Linked DNA regions of Mus musculus: region 2 is linked to region 1. A link is a contact called in public Hi-C data. All regions are on one chromosome and are shown on one strand. The core of a region is the stretch at or near the end of the contact, and the rest is flanking DNA. Distances in the headings are between cores, read along the strand shown.

Region 1 (6,211 bases), core at 2,283-4,782:
AAAAGAACCTTTTGGCCAGTTGTTAAAAGGACAGGAATGATTTTATTCTGTAGTTGGAGCCCAAACTCATTAAGGTACCCTTTATGAGGCCAAGAGAGCCAGAGGGGCATGCGCCCAGGACAGGAGCCATGGCATGTGGCACAGACCAATCAGGGACCAGAAAAGAATGATGTCCCTTTCCTTGCCATGTCCTTGAGCCTGTCAGTAATGAACTGGCTGCAAGGGGACAGCACCTCTCAGCCTGCACAGCAGCTTGTCAGAGTGAGAACTGTCCTGGGGCCAGAGACTAACATGCCCAGGTGGTGTCGGCTCAGAGGATCCTAGCACCATCTTAAGCAGGTGGGAGGCAGGGAAGGGTGCACCAGCGTGTCTTTCCCTGACTTTACATGGTGTTTTGTTAATGCAAATCCGGGAAGCAGGTGTGATTGCTTTTTGCTCGTAGATATTATCCTAAGTTGAAATCCCCTAAATCTCCCTTAGTAGCCTTTAAGTTCCCCCTTCCCTTTTTGGTAGCTGTTTTCTCTACCCCTCCTCCATAATTAAAAAAACAAAAAACAGAAAAACAAACAAAAAAAGTTGTATTATACAGGATCAATATTTTGCTTTTTAACAAGGATATTTATGTAATAAGAAACTTTGCCTTAGGTAGGTGTTGGCCAGAAAAGTCCAGATTTCTCTGTGACCTCACCCTGGCCTCTCCTGGAGCTCTGAACCTGCTGTGGAAGGAAGTGGCTGTGACTTTAACCACTGGAGAGCGGAGTCTGTGGTGTGGAGAGGGTGTTCACTGTGTAATCTTGGGCTGTGTGGAGTTGTTCTTATCACCTTGCTTCAGATGTTACTTTGGCGTCCTCCACCAGTTCTCCATGCGCACCTCTGCATGTCCGGCACTAGAATCCCTGAACACTACTTCACACCTCCCCCACTGCCAGTTGGTTGATGCTCTAGAGCCACTCTTTCTTAATGCCAGATTATTTAAAGAAAAATACAAGACAAAAACCTTCTAGCACTTTGTAAACACAGTGAATAACCTCTTGGAGTATTTTTGGCTTTATATAAAACAAGGTTTTTAATTGTAAAATATAAGTGCCATTAGAAAATGCACAGGGCATATCTTTGTTAAAGTAGATTTTTTCAATGTTTTACAGAATTAATTTTCAAAAAAAAGTTTTTATAATGAAGTTGTTTATTAAAAACTTCTGAATGATGTGCTTTGCAGTTTTGAACTTGTTTATTTGGGGAGGGTTGCAGTGAGCCAGAAATTGTGAAGAATGGCAATCTGTAGGCATCTTGAGCATCCAAAGTGATACCGGTGAGGGTATGGCAGACAGTAGGTCTTGACTGAATGTCTTTGAGGTAAGTGGCTTCATTGTGCCAATTCATATTGGGTGTGAGAGTCAGAAAACCCAGATCAAACAGCCTTTAAGCACTGAAGTGTTATGTAACTGAAAATGGCAGAGGTAGTCCAGTCTCCACACTTGGTTTTTGTTTGTTTGGTTTCGAGACAGGGTTTCTCTGTATAGCCCTGGCTGTCCTGAAACTTACTTTGTAGACCAGGCTGGCCTTGAACTCCAGCCTGGTCTACAGAGTGAGTTCCAGGACAGCCAGGACTACACAGAGAAACCCTGTCTCCAAAAAACCAAAAGAAGAAAAAAAGAAATCTGCTTGCCTCTGCCTCCTAAGTGCTGGCACACTTGTTTTGATATAGAGGTTCACATGTACTTGATCTCAGCACTCTTGGTTCTTTGCCCTCTCTTTTCTGGTTGTGACTGTTCTCAGGCCATACAAAGGCTCTCCTTTAGTGTCTAGGGGTGGGTGGTGATTATAGATGACTTCTTCATGCAGTTCTGACAGGAAGAGAGCCCTTTTCAGGCTCCTCAAGCTGTACACGTTTTGATGGCTAGGGCCCAGCTTTACAAATCTGTGCTCAAACTGTGCTTCCAGTCTGATGTAGGCTCACCTAACACTATTGCTAGGCCTGTCTCTTAACAAGTCATCATCTCAGGCCCCACCCTTTGCACTGAGATTTTCCAATCTAGGAGATGGGAGCCAGTGTCAAAGTCAGATGGCTATTTGGGAGTCTAGCCCTAGAGACTGTGGGGCCAGAAAGAATCAGTGTGCAGGTGTTTGGTACCCAAAGGCAGAGGGCTGATCTTTTATTTCACCCTCCCCCTTGATAAATGTCCACTGTCCACCACAGTGGGTCAGAATCCCAGTTAGAGTTTTCTACTTTATACTCTAGATAGTGGATGTCATATGAGAGGTCTAGGGGTTTCAGATGAGGGAGCTGTGGTATCTTTTGATGAGAAAGGCAGGAACATTTAGGCAGAATTATACTTTCCAGGTACTGACCTACACAAGTTTGAGGGCTGAGACTACAGGAATGTTGCCACACTTGGATTGTGGAGTGCAGGGGCAGTTACATCCTAGCTCTGGGGCTATCCCAGACACAGGCCCTGATGAGAGGACCTCTTTTAAAATGAAACAAAACAAGGAGAGTGTCCCTGTCCTAGTTTGCTTAGTTAAAATAGTAACCAAAACCAGCTTGGGAGTGAGAGGGTTTATTTCATCATACAGGTTACAATTTATCATTGGGGACTTGGTTCTGGAAACTGGACAAGGGGATGAGAGTGAAGAAAGGACAGATATGTGCATGAAAAACTAGGATTAGTGTGGCACACCCTCTGCTGAAGCCAAGCCAGCTGCAGCAATTGGAACCTCCGTGCATTTTATTAGGTATGGCATTTTATTAGGTATGGCGTGAGAAGGAAGGGTTAGTGTTGATAGTCTCTCTGGGCAAGCAGTCTCAAGCTGTAAACATCTGGGGGGGAGGGGTACAAGCTGTAATTAATGCTTTCTGTCCACTTACCAGCATTCCCGGGAACACAGAACCAGAGGAAGGCTTTGGCAGTTTGTAAGTCTGAGGCATTGATCCTTATCAGTAATAAACATTTCATCAGGGCTTCCTCTGCTCCTCACAGCCTTCAGCTACCTTTCCTACACAGCCCAGGCCATCGGACAAGGGATGGCACTACCCACAGTGGGGCTGTGCCATCCTATATCAATTAGCAACCATGAAAGCACTCCATAAATGTTCACAGGTCAATACAATGGAGCAACTTTAGATTGTTCCTGGCCTCTCATCTTTCTAGGGCTTTCCCAGCAGCTTCATTGCCTGACAGTTACGTTTATCTTTAGTTCCCAGTTTGAATCTGGTAAGCCCTCTGCCTATGCCAGGATAATACATCCTGACAAGACTGCACGTGTCCTATCTGCCAGCCCTAAAGCTGCAAAGAGCCAGGGAAGGAAAACAACCCTCCCGTGTTGTGCTGGCTTTGATGCAAGGTTACAACCACATCTGCTGAGTTGGGCCTGACTCCTAATGCCTGCTCTTTTCCTAGTCTATACCAGCCCAGCATTTTTTTTTTTCATCACCTGCCCTTCTAACCTGGAACCAGTTCTGTTTGACTCAGGTGGTCTCATCTTCCCTGTCTCCTGCAGTGGAGTGACTCTAGCAAGTCACATCCGGCAGGGGGGTGCAAGGGGCGGAGCTCGCCCCAGAGAGGAGACCCTGCCTGCCGCCTGCATCTCTACTGCCGCGACATACCACAATCCTGCGGGTGCTCTCCTGGCCGCTCCAGCCAGACACTCAGTAGGTGATGGCGTGGGAGGGGATCGGGGTTCTGGAGGCGACCATGTGCCTGCCGCCCATACAAGAGCGGGATGCACACCCGGCCCGGCCCCGTGTCCCCGGAGCTGAGCCGCTTAGGCCCTGCAACCCCGCAGCCAGCCCTGCAACCGCACCGCCTTCCTCAGAAAACACTGGAGAGAACTCTGCCTCCCGCGTTCTGAACCTGGATGGCTGCGAGAAGGGCTCGGGTAATGGGGTGGGGACCAAAGGAAAGACTGAGGAAGTGACGACTGAGGAAGACTCTGTAGCCGCGGAGGAGCCTGCGGAGGTGGGGGAGAAGCTGGAGTGGGTCGCGGAAGCCCAGGAGAGCCTGAGGCCTCTGGACCTCAGGGCTCTTATCGTGGACCCTCTAGAGGCCATCCAGTGGGAGTTAGAGGCCATGAGTGCCCAGGCGGATGGGGCCCACCTGCAGCTGGTGCGCAGGTTTGGGAGGATGCGTCGGTTGCACCTAGCCCGTAGGAGCTTCATCATTCAAAATATTCCAGGCTTTTGGGTCACTGCCTTCCTGAACCACCCACAGCTATCAGCTATGATCAGCCCTAGGGATGAAGACATGCTTGGCTACCTGATGAATTTGGAGGTGAGGGAGCTCAGGCACTCCAGAACAGGTTGCAAGTTCAAGTTCCTGTTTGAGAGCAACCCTTACTTCCGAAATGAGGTGATAGTGAAGGAGTATGAGTGCAGAGCCTCAGGCGGTGTGGTGTCCATTGCTACTCGCATCCTCTGGCACCGAGGCCAGGAACCTCCTGCCTTGGTGCACAGGAACCGGGATGCCGTGCGAAGCTTCTTCAGCTGGTTTTCACAGCATAGCCTCCTAGAAGCTGACAGGGTGGCCCAGATCATTAAAGATGACCTGTGGCCCAACCCTTTGCAATACTACTTGCTGGGGCAAAGGCCCTACAGAGCTAGACGAAGCCTTGCAAGGTGGTCAGCAGAGGCTCGGCCAAGGCCCTATGGGTTCCAGTCTGGCTAAGTCCTGCTCTGATACTTGGTGCTTACATAGGACTCCTGCTCTCTCCCTGCCAACCTGCCTATGTCTAGGCCAGTGCTCTACTGTCTGCCTTCTCCTCTGTGACTTCTGAATCCTTAGCGTGTTTGGTGGACTCGGGGCCAAGGCTGTGATCTTCACGCTGTTCTATGTCATGTACTTCTCATACGCCACTGTACTTATAGCAGGCACCCAATGTTATGGATGTATACTGTCATCATGGCTTTGGCCTGGACCACATGTAAAACATGGCCTTTCACTTACTTGCCACCACGACTGACAAGGCTTCACAAGGACCAGCTCCTGTTGGAGGCCTAGCTCTTCAAAGTTTGACAAGTGCTGACTGTCCCAAACTGAGGTGTGACACCTAAGATGAAGCGGGTGCATTTGGTCCTGATGGGCAACCAGACTTGGATACCCCATGGCTCCAAGACCGCAGACAGAGCAGCTCCTACCGACTGGACTATTGAGGATCTGCAGCCTGGACAGCCAGGTGAAGAGACATGGGCGGGGCCTAAGGCCAGAAGTACACTATTCCTGACCATGCTGCTCTCTTCATCCTATGCGTGCCCCTCCTATAGCCTGGTGTTGGCTTGTGAAGACCCGTGTTGTACCCTACCCATGCCTGGCCATTGGCTTTCTGAGGAGTTCTACCTTGTCTACCATCATCCTTGTTGCCTGCTGTCAGGTCTGGAAGGGTCACCTGTCAATGTCGTGAGCGCTCCTACTACCATAGAGATTATAGTAGGCTGGCATATCTGGGTGTGTGCTCAAGGCAGGAGCAAGGTTGGTAGTCCTTTAAGAAGCCTCATTCCAAGACCTACACAGAACCCAGACCTCTTGTCAGCTTCTCCTACACCTACCTGTTTTTAAGCTGCCAGGTTGTAGGTCCTGGAGAAGGGAGGCTTCTGGCCATGGGGCTTGCTTCCACTGGCAGAGATATCACATGGCTTTTAATGGAACAACGCTGAAACATATCTGAAGATGCTATTTGTTTCCCCAAATAGCTAAGGAGACCGGTTCTTGAATTTGCCTGTCTCCAGTGAGGAAGACTAAACTCTGAACTGCTGGTGTTCTCTGCCCACTTTGCTCTGGTTTCTCTAGCGAGGCTTAGAATATCCAGAGTACCCAGTGTCGGGCTGGGGCAGGGATGGTTAATCACTTCATTTTACACTGTGTTCTTTTAAAGAAACTTTAGTCTCCCCTCCTCCTCTGCCCCTCTACCCCTTGTGGGTTCCTATAGATAAAAGGCTAAACTGCCCTGCCCTCCGAGTTCCCCCCAGGTTGTCATCTCACGAAAGGCCTTGCTCTCTGCTCCCTAGGACATGGGGGCATAAAATAATGGAGATGGAGAACCCTCATCTCCCTTTCTTTTGATTCACCAATATATTTTGTAAATTAGAAGAGAAACATAATATTGCCATGTCTTGACTCTTTTCTGGTCCAGTAATGAGCTTATGTGAGCAGGAAGTTAACGTGGTTTCCATTTTGTGCCTGTTGAGTAAGACCCATGCATCATCAACTTCTCTGCCATT
Region 2 (6,211 bases), core at 1,353-3,852, 66 kb before region 1:
GGAGAAGACCCAGGCCCTAGTGGGGAGTCACTGCTGTTGAGCTCCTAAATGGCTATGATGTATCTGTCAAACTGCTTTCTAAATATTTAGGTTTATGCCTATAGATTAGTAATGGAGTCAGCTTTGCTCACAGACGCTTCGTTTGCAGTGGGCGGTGGCTACTGAGGCTCATAAGTGGCCAAGGTGCTGGAAGTAGGGGACTACTGAGTGCTCAGTCTAAAGGGGGGCATTTCACCCCCTTCAAGGTTCAGAGAGCATCACAGAAGAGGGGATAGAAAGAATGTAAGAGGCAGAAGAGGGGAGTGGCGTGTGGAATGCTGCCTCTGGGTAGGACATGCTGTGGCCCTGTGAACTCTTAGCAGCTGTGCCTATCTGTACAGAAGTCTATGAGACTGAGCCCATCAATATTTAGTCACAGAAGCGGGCAGGGCTTCATAAGGCCCCGCTCGTCTCTGAGGACTTACAGACAGTCCATGGTGACTGAGAAAGAGGCACTTCTTCAGCCATGGAAACACTAGTAAGTTACTTGTGCTCTTATAAATAAATCCTCATGTGTGTTCCCATAAGCCATCCTAATTAGACTGGCTGGGTCATCAAAGAGGGGAGCTGTGGAAGGGGAGACAATGTGGGAAGAGAGGGTATCAGCAGGAGTAGGAAGGTGATGGAGGTAAGTATGATCAAAACACACACATACACACGAATTTAAACATCACATGGGGCAGGGGAGACGGCTCAGCAGGGAAAGCACTGGCCACACAGGCCTGACAACCTGAGTCTACGGAGTTTGATCCCCAAGGCCCACCGAAAGGTGGAAGGAGTCAACTCCACAAAGCCGACTTCTCACCTCCACACACCACAGCACAGGCTGGCACTCACACACACACAAACTACAGTAATGGTATTTTTAAAAAGTCAGTCAAATTTATCAGATAAAATTAATATATGCTAGGAACAAACTAAAACATGCAGAGCTTTTTTTTTCTGAGATCTTGTTTCCATGCCACTGGGAGAACAACTTCTAGCCAAAGCAATTAGAAGCAACCCAAAATACCCTTGTGGCCTTCTAGCAGTTACTGTTGAGAAAGCAGAGGCATCAGGGAGCGGGGAGTAAAATGCCGTCCAGCTCCATCACACCTTAAGCCTCAGTCTTAGGCAAGCCGTTCACTTTTCTCAGGCACAGGTTCCTCATCTACAAGAGCGGGTGACATCACCAGCTGCCTGACACTGTCTGTGAAGACTAAATGAGATAATACGCCTCAAAAAACTTCTTAAGCATCAAGTTGCTCTAAGCACTTCTCAGAAGAGATAAATACCCCTATTCTTGTTATGAATATACCGGGTGACAGGCATGGCACAAGTACAGAACCTTTTAAGAGGTCAGTAACTTCCCCCCTCTGAGCAGACTACAAAGTAAAACTGTGGGTGGGGAATGGCCAGGGTGTCTAGAATACCCATATGCACTAGCAAGCTACACACCTAAGTCCTTCTGGTTCCAAGTCATCTTCCCCTTCTTGGAAGGCTCCATCCCATTAGTGATAAGTAGTACTTAACCACGTGTTTTGTGGAGGGGGAGGGGCTCAACAGGACCCACCCCTACACGAGGATTTATGGGCAGTTAACGGTTGCTAGGGGGAGGGGCTCACAACACAGCCACCCATTCCTGAGGTGTTGTGTCCCCACCACCACCACACCCCCAAACCTAACACCTCACATGAGTTATTGGTGATTGAGGGAGTAGCAGGCATTTTCTTCTGTAGTGTAGCCACGGGCAAAACGCCCATGCTCCTCAAAAGAACCTAATTTTTGTAAACTGCGCTAGGGCATGGAATTAGAAGGGACTAAAAAGTGAAGGGAAAGGGTCAGTGGGAGGGGAGCACGAATAAAATAAATTATACACACGGATGAAACGTCATCATGAAACCCGTTATATGCAATTAACATGTTTTGTTTTGTTTTTTTAAGCATCATGTCCCAAGCTACTCCAGACGCCCTGCTTCCCACGAAGGGCAATCCCATGATCTGATTTACAGATGAGAAGACTCAACGCCACGCTATGCAGCCTCAAACTCAAGCACTCAGACTTCAAACAGTTCTCTTGGTCTCCACATAGAGTATCCTGGCCGTTCACCCTCTTCCCACTTGGAGCCCTTTCATATACAAGTCTCCTCGGCAAGTGTCAAGACCCCAATGGGCAGACAGGTCTGCTGCTGCCAGAGAAGGCAAGGGGTTTGTCCAAGGTCACACAGCGAGCCAGGCACCGCCCTGAGGCTCGGACCTCAGGTTCTTGCTTCCTGAGCTGCCTTTCCAGCCAGGGCCTGGGACTGTGGCCCCGGACCGGCCGTGAGGAGCGAGCACGGGCGGCCGAGACTGGGGGGTCGTACCGGCCGCGCCCGAGAAAAAGCCGGGTGGTCAGAGATACCACAGAGGCCGGACAAAGGATGCTGCGGCTCGCAGAGCAACGACATCGGGATAATGCTGGGCGCCCCGCGGTGACCCCAGCATCTCGAACTCACCTGCGGCCGCAGCCGAGAGCGGGCGGCGGCGGCGAACCCGGGGCTCAGCCATTCCCAGCTGCCCCGGATGGGGAGAGACCGCGGCGCTCACTTCCTTAGCAACCCGGCTCGGCGACCCACTTCCTTAGCAACCGCGTCAATTTCAATAACTTTATTGGGCCTCCGAAGCGAGGAGCTCGCCGAGGGGCGGAACCCGGAGTGCAGCGGCGTTTTCCAGGTTCCCAGCGCGCGGACACTCTGACCCTCCTAGGCACCCGGACTCGGTCCTCTGGTCTCGGGTGCCTCAGTTTCTCCGTTTGTGAAACAGAGCCCAGTATCTTGGTCACACTACGCGCTTTCATCCTCCCCTTCTGAAAGCTCTTTCAGGTCAGTTCTCTGATCTGGGTCTCAGATTAGTATTGAGTGGCTCCCAATTAAGGCCACCCAGGGATGAAGGAAAATCTGTCCTGCCTGTCACTTTCATTTGGCCATCGAGTCCCACAGTCTGCCTTTCATATATTCCTGCTTTTCTCCACTTTTTTAAAGAACAGCACCACAAGCAAGGCCAGGCCACCTGTCATCTTTAGACTCGACTGCAATTCTTGTTCTCTGTTAATAGAGTATAAGGCCTGACCATCCATTCCCGGCGAGGTGACCTGAATAATAATTTAAAACCTGAAGCACATCCCTGCAAGGCATCCTTGGAGTCCCACTATTCTTACCATCAACTCAAAAAACTTTGGTTGAGCTTGATGGCTCATGACTATAGTTCTAGCACTCGGGAAATGGAGGCAGGAGGATGAACAGCTCAAGACCATGCTTGGGTACAGAGCAAGTTCCGAACTACACAGCGAGACTCTGTCCCTCAGTATCAAAAATAAATACACATAATTGTAGGGAAAAGATGCTACCCTCTGATGGCTCAGTGGGTAAACGCGTTTGACGGCTTGAGGTAGATTCCAGGGACCCACCCGGCAGGAGAGAAACAACTTAGGTTGTCCTCTGACTTCAGCACATGCAAACCAGCTGGGCTGGGAGTGCATGGTTGGCATCTCGACTAGATAGTCTGAACAATAATTTGAAAACCGGAATCACATCAAGTCATCCTCCCTGCATAGCATCTTTGGAGTCCGGCTACCCTTCCATCAAAGCAAAAAGCACTCTGGAAGGAGGAGTGGGCAGATCTCTGAGTTGGAGGCCAATGTGGTCTACAGAGCAAGTCTAGGAGAGCTGGAGCTACACACAAAGAAAAAAAAAAGATACCTACCAAACTGACGCAAAGTAAAGTTTACCTGTATTGGTTACAAACACATTATGTGTTGTTTACAAGAACATAATGCAATATATGTGTTTATGTTTCATCTCTTCTGTATCTCTTGGTAGTTTCTAGGGCTAATAATTGCCAAAATTTTCTCTCATTTTCATTAGTTCTTTTAGTTGCTCTTTGTACCCTCTCCCATTCTGGGCTGTTGTGTTTTGTTTTGTTTTAAGATTTATTTATTTATTGCATATAAACACACTATAGCTGTCTTCAGACACACCAGAAGAAGGCATCTGATCCAATTACAGATGTTTGTGAGTCACCATGTGGTTGCTGGGAATTGAACTCAGGACCTCTGGAAGAGCAGTCAGTGCTCTTAACCGCTGAGCCATCTCTCCAGCCCCTGGGCTGTCCTTAAATTCACTAGGAAAACAAAAATAACCTGGAACTTCTGATCCTCCTGCCTAAGTTCTGACATCACAGGCACATTGCACCACGTGACATTTACGTGGTGCTGGAGACAGAACCCAGGGCCTCCCAGACGGGTGTTTTGTTGTTGTTATTGGTAGTGGTGGTTTTGTTTGTTTGCTTTCTTGCATTTTCCCGAGGCAGTGTTCTCAGTGTAGCCCTGGCTGTCCTGGAATTCACTCTTTAGTCCAGGCTGGCCTTGAACTCAGATATCTGCTTGCCTCTGCCTCTTCTGTATTAGTTATTTTTCTGTTGCTCTGATGAAGCCCCATGCCAATGCATTTTATAGAAGAAAGCATTTTTGGGGGGGATTTTCACTCCCAGCACTGGGATCACAAGTACGTGCTACGACATGGCTTTAAATTGTTTTTAAACTTCTTTACCATTTTACGTGTATGAATGTTTGCCTGCATGTACGCATGTGCACCTCGTGAGTGTCTGGTTCCTGAGGTGGTAAGAAGAAGGCATCATATTCATTGGAACTGGACTTACACACAGCCAGTTGTGAACTGCCCTTTGGGTGCTGGGAATTGAACCCTGGTCCTCTGCAAAAGCAGTCAGTGCTCTCAACGACTGAGCCAACTCCCCAGCCCCCAATGTGGCCTTTTAATCTGGGTGCTGGGGGTTGAACTCAGGTCCTCATGCTTGAGTAACGAACTCACTCAGCTGTTACCCTCGACCACTATGGCTGGCTTTACTATGACTTGGTTTAGACAGGGTCTCACCATATAGAACTTACTATGTAGACCTGGTTGTCCTCCAATTCATATAGATCTACCTGTATCTGTCTCCTAAATGCTGAGGTTAAAGGTGTGTGCCAGGGCTTCTGGCCTTTATTATGATCCTGCCTACAGGAAGGAACTTGTAATGAACTTCCTACAGAGTTGACCGATAGCATGGCCTGGTTCCCCAAGGCATGGCAAAAGCACCAAGTTTCCCTTCTTCTCTGACATTCTAGAACAGTGCTGTTCGGCAGCCTGTGGCTGTGGTAGAAATGATCTGTATTGGCACCGTCCAATATGGCTGCCCTAGCCACATGTAACTGCTCTGTTTCCAAAATGACACCAGGGCTACCAAGCAACCAAGTCATGTTTACGTAGTTTTGGTTAATTTGTGTTTGAGTTGTCACCTGTGGCTACTGGCTACCATACTGCACAGAATAGTTCCAGACTATCCAACAAAGACTTCAGGTATACACAATTTGGGGCCTGAGTTCCAATTCTGTCCTTTATCCAGCAGGTGACCCAATGCAAATCATTCTTTGAACTCAAATTACCCACCTGCAAAATATATATTTGACACTGTCCAGGTTTGTCATAAAGATGAAGTACAATATGGAGTCTGATATATATGTCTCTCATCCCAGCACTTGGTAGGTGGCAGAAACAGAGAGATTAGGAGTTCAAGTCTAGCTTGAACTACAGAATGAGTGTAGTGCACTTGCTGGGCATCCCTAGGTCCTGGATTCCAATCTCTAACTCATGGAAGGAAAAATAAAACCTATTACATAGGCCCATGGTGTCCTAAGGCTGCAGTAACTGCCAATGAGAGGAGCCCTGCCGGTAAGAGGGCTCAGTGTCCTTTGAAATTTGATGCTATTTGAGGAAGAGGGCTGGAAAGGGGTGGTATAAAAAGACTAAAGAAATAGGAATTATTTATTGGATGGTAAAGAGGTGGTATTCCTGAGCCCCTTTCAAGAGGAAATAAGATGCTGAGCTTGGATGGAGGCCAAATACATGAGACATGCTTAATGGTTGTCACTTGGCGAGGTGCCCAGGTTCAGCATGGATGAGCCCGCGTGACCCAAGAGAGGCTCAGAAGACTAGGGATGGAGCTAATGGCTTCTAAATTCACATCTTTGATGTTTCTGAAGTAAGCCAGACAAGGGTCGGAAGGTAATTGCTTCCTCCTCAGGCACTTAACGGATATGCGACCTTGATCATGTTAGTCCACCTTTCTGGTCCTCATTCCTCCCCTTTTTCTCCCCAAC

Evidence for each region. A called contact is a pair of places that touch in the nucleus more often than the background predicts.
Region 2: a Hi-C map of Th1 cells shows a contact between it and region 1, with 2.1 times the contacts expected there. The contact joins the promoter of Kif3b here to the promoter of Tspyl3 in region 1. A contact is called at or near these places in 11 of 39 promoter capture datasets (the HPC-7 cell line, HPC-7-derived erythroid cells, cranial neural crest and 7 more), 1 of 15 datasets of contacts at CTCF or cohesin (CD8 T cells), 7 of 484 Hi-C or Micro-C datasets (B cells, CD4 T cells, Th1 cells and 4 more), 8 of 115 datasets of contacts at active chromatin or transcription factors (the 230-238 cell line, CD8 T cells, Th17 cells and 3 more) and 4 of 9 other capture datasets (adipose tissue, embryonic stem cells, liver and 1 more).

The regions. Positions count from the first base shown.
Region 1 is chr2:153,222,762-153,228,972 of GRCm38.p6, reverse strand. Tspyl3 (TSPY-like 3) reads left to right here and starts at 3,532. Exons shown (of 1, transcript NM_198617.2): 1 at 3,532-6,211. The coding sequence starts at 3,657. The coding sequence ends at 4,661. Plagl2 (pleiomorphic adenoma gene-like 2) reads left to right here. Exons shown (of 3, transcript NM_018807.5): 3 at 1-1,204.
Region 2 is chr2:153,287,807-153,294,017 of GRCm38.p6, reverse strand. It overlaps Kif3b (kinesin family member 3B), which reads right to left and starts at 2,602. Exons shown (of 9, transcript NM_008444.4): 1 at 2,514-2,602. It overlaps Gm39961 (a long non-coding RNA gene), which reads left to right and starts at 2,592. Exons shown (of 3, transcript XR_866869.2): 1 at 2,592-2,879.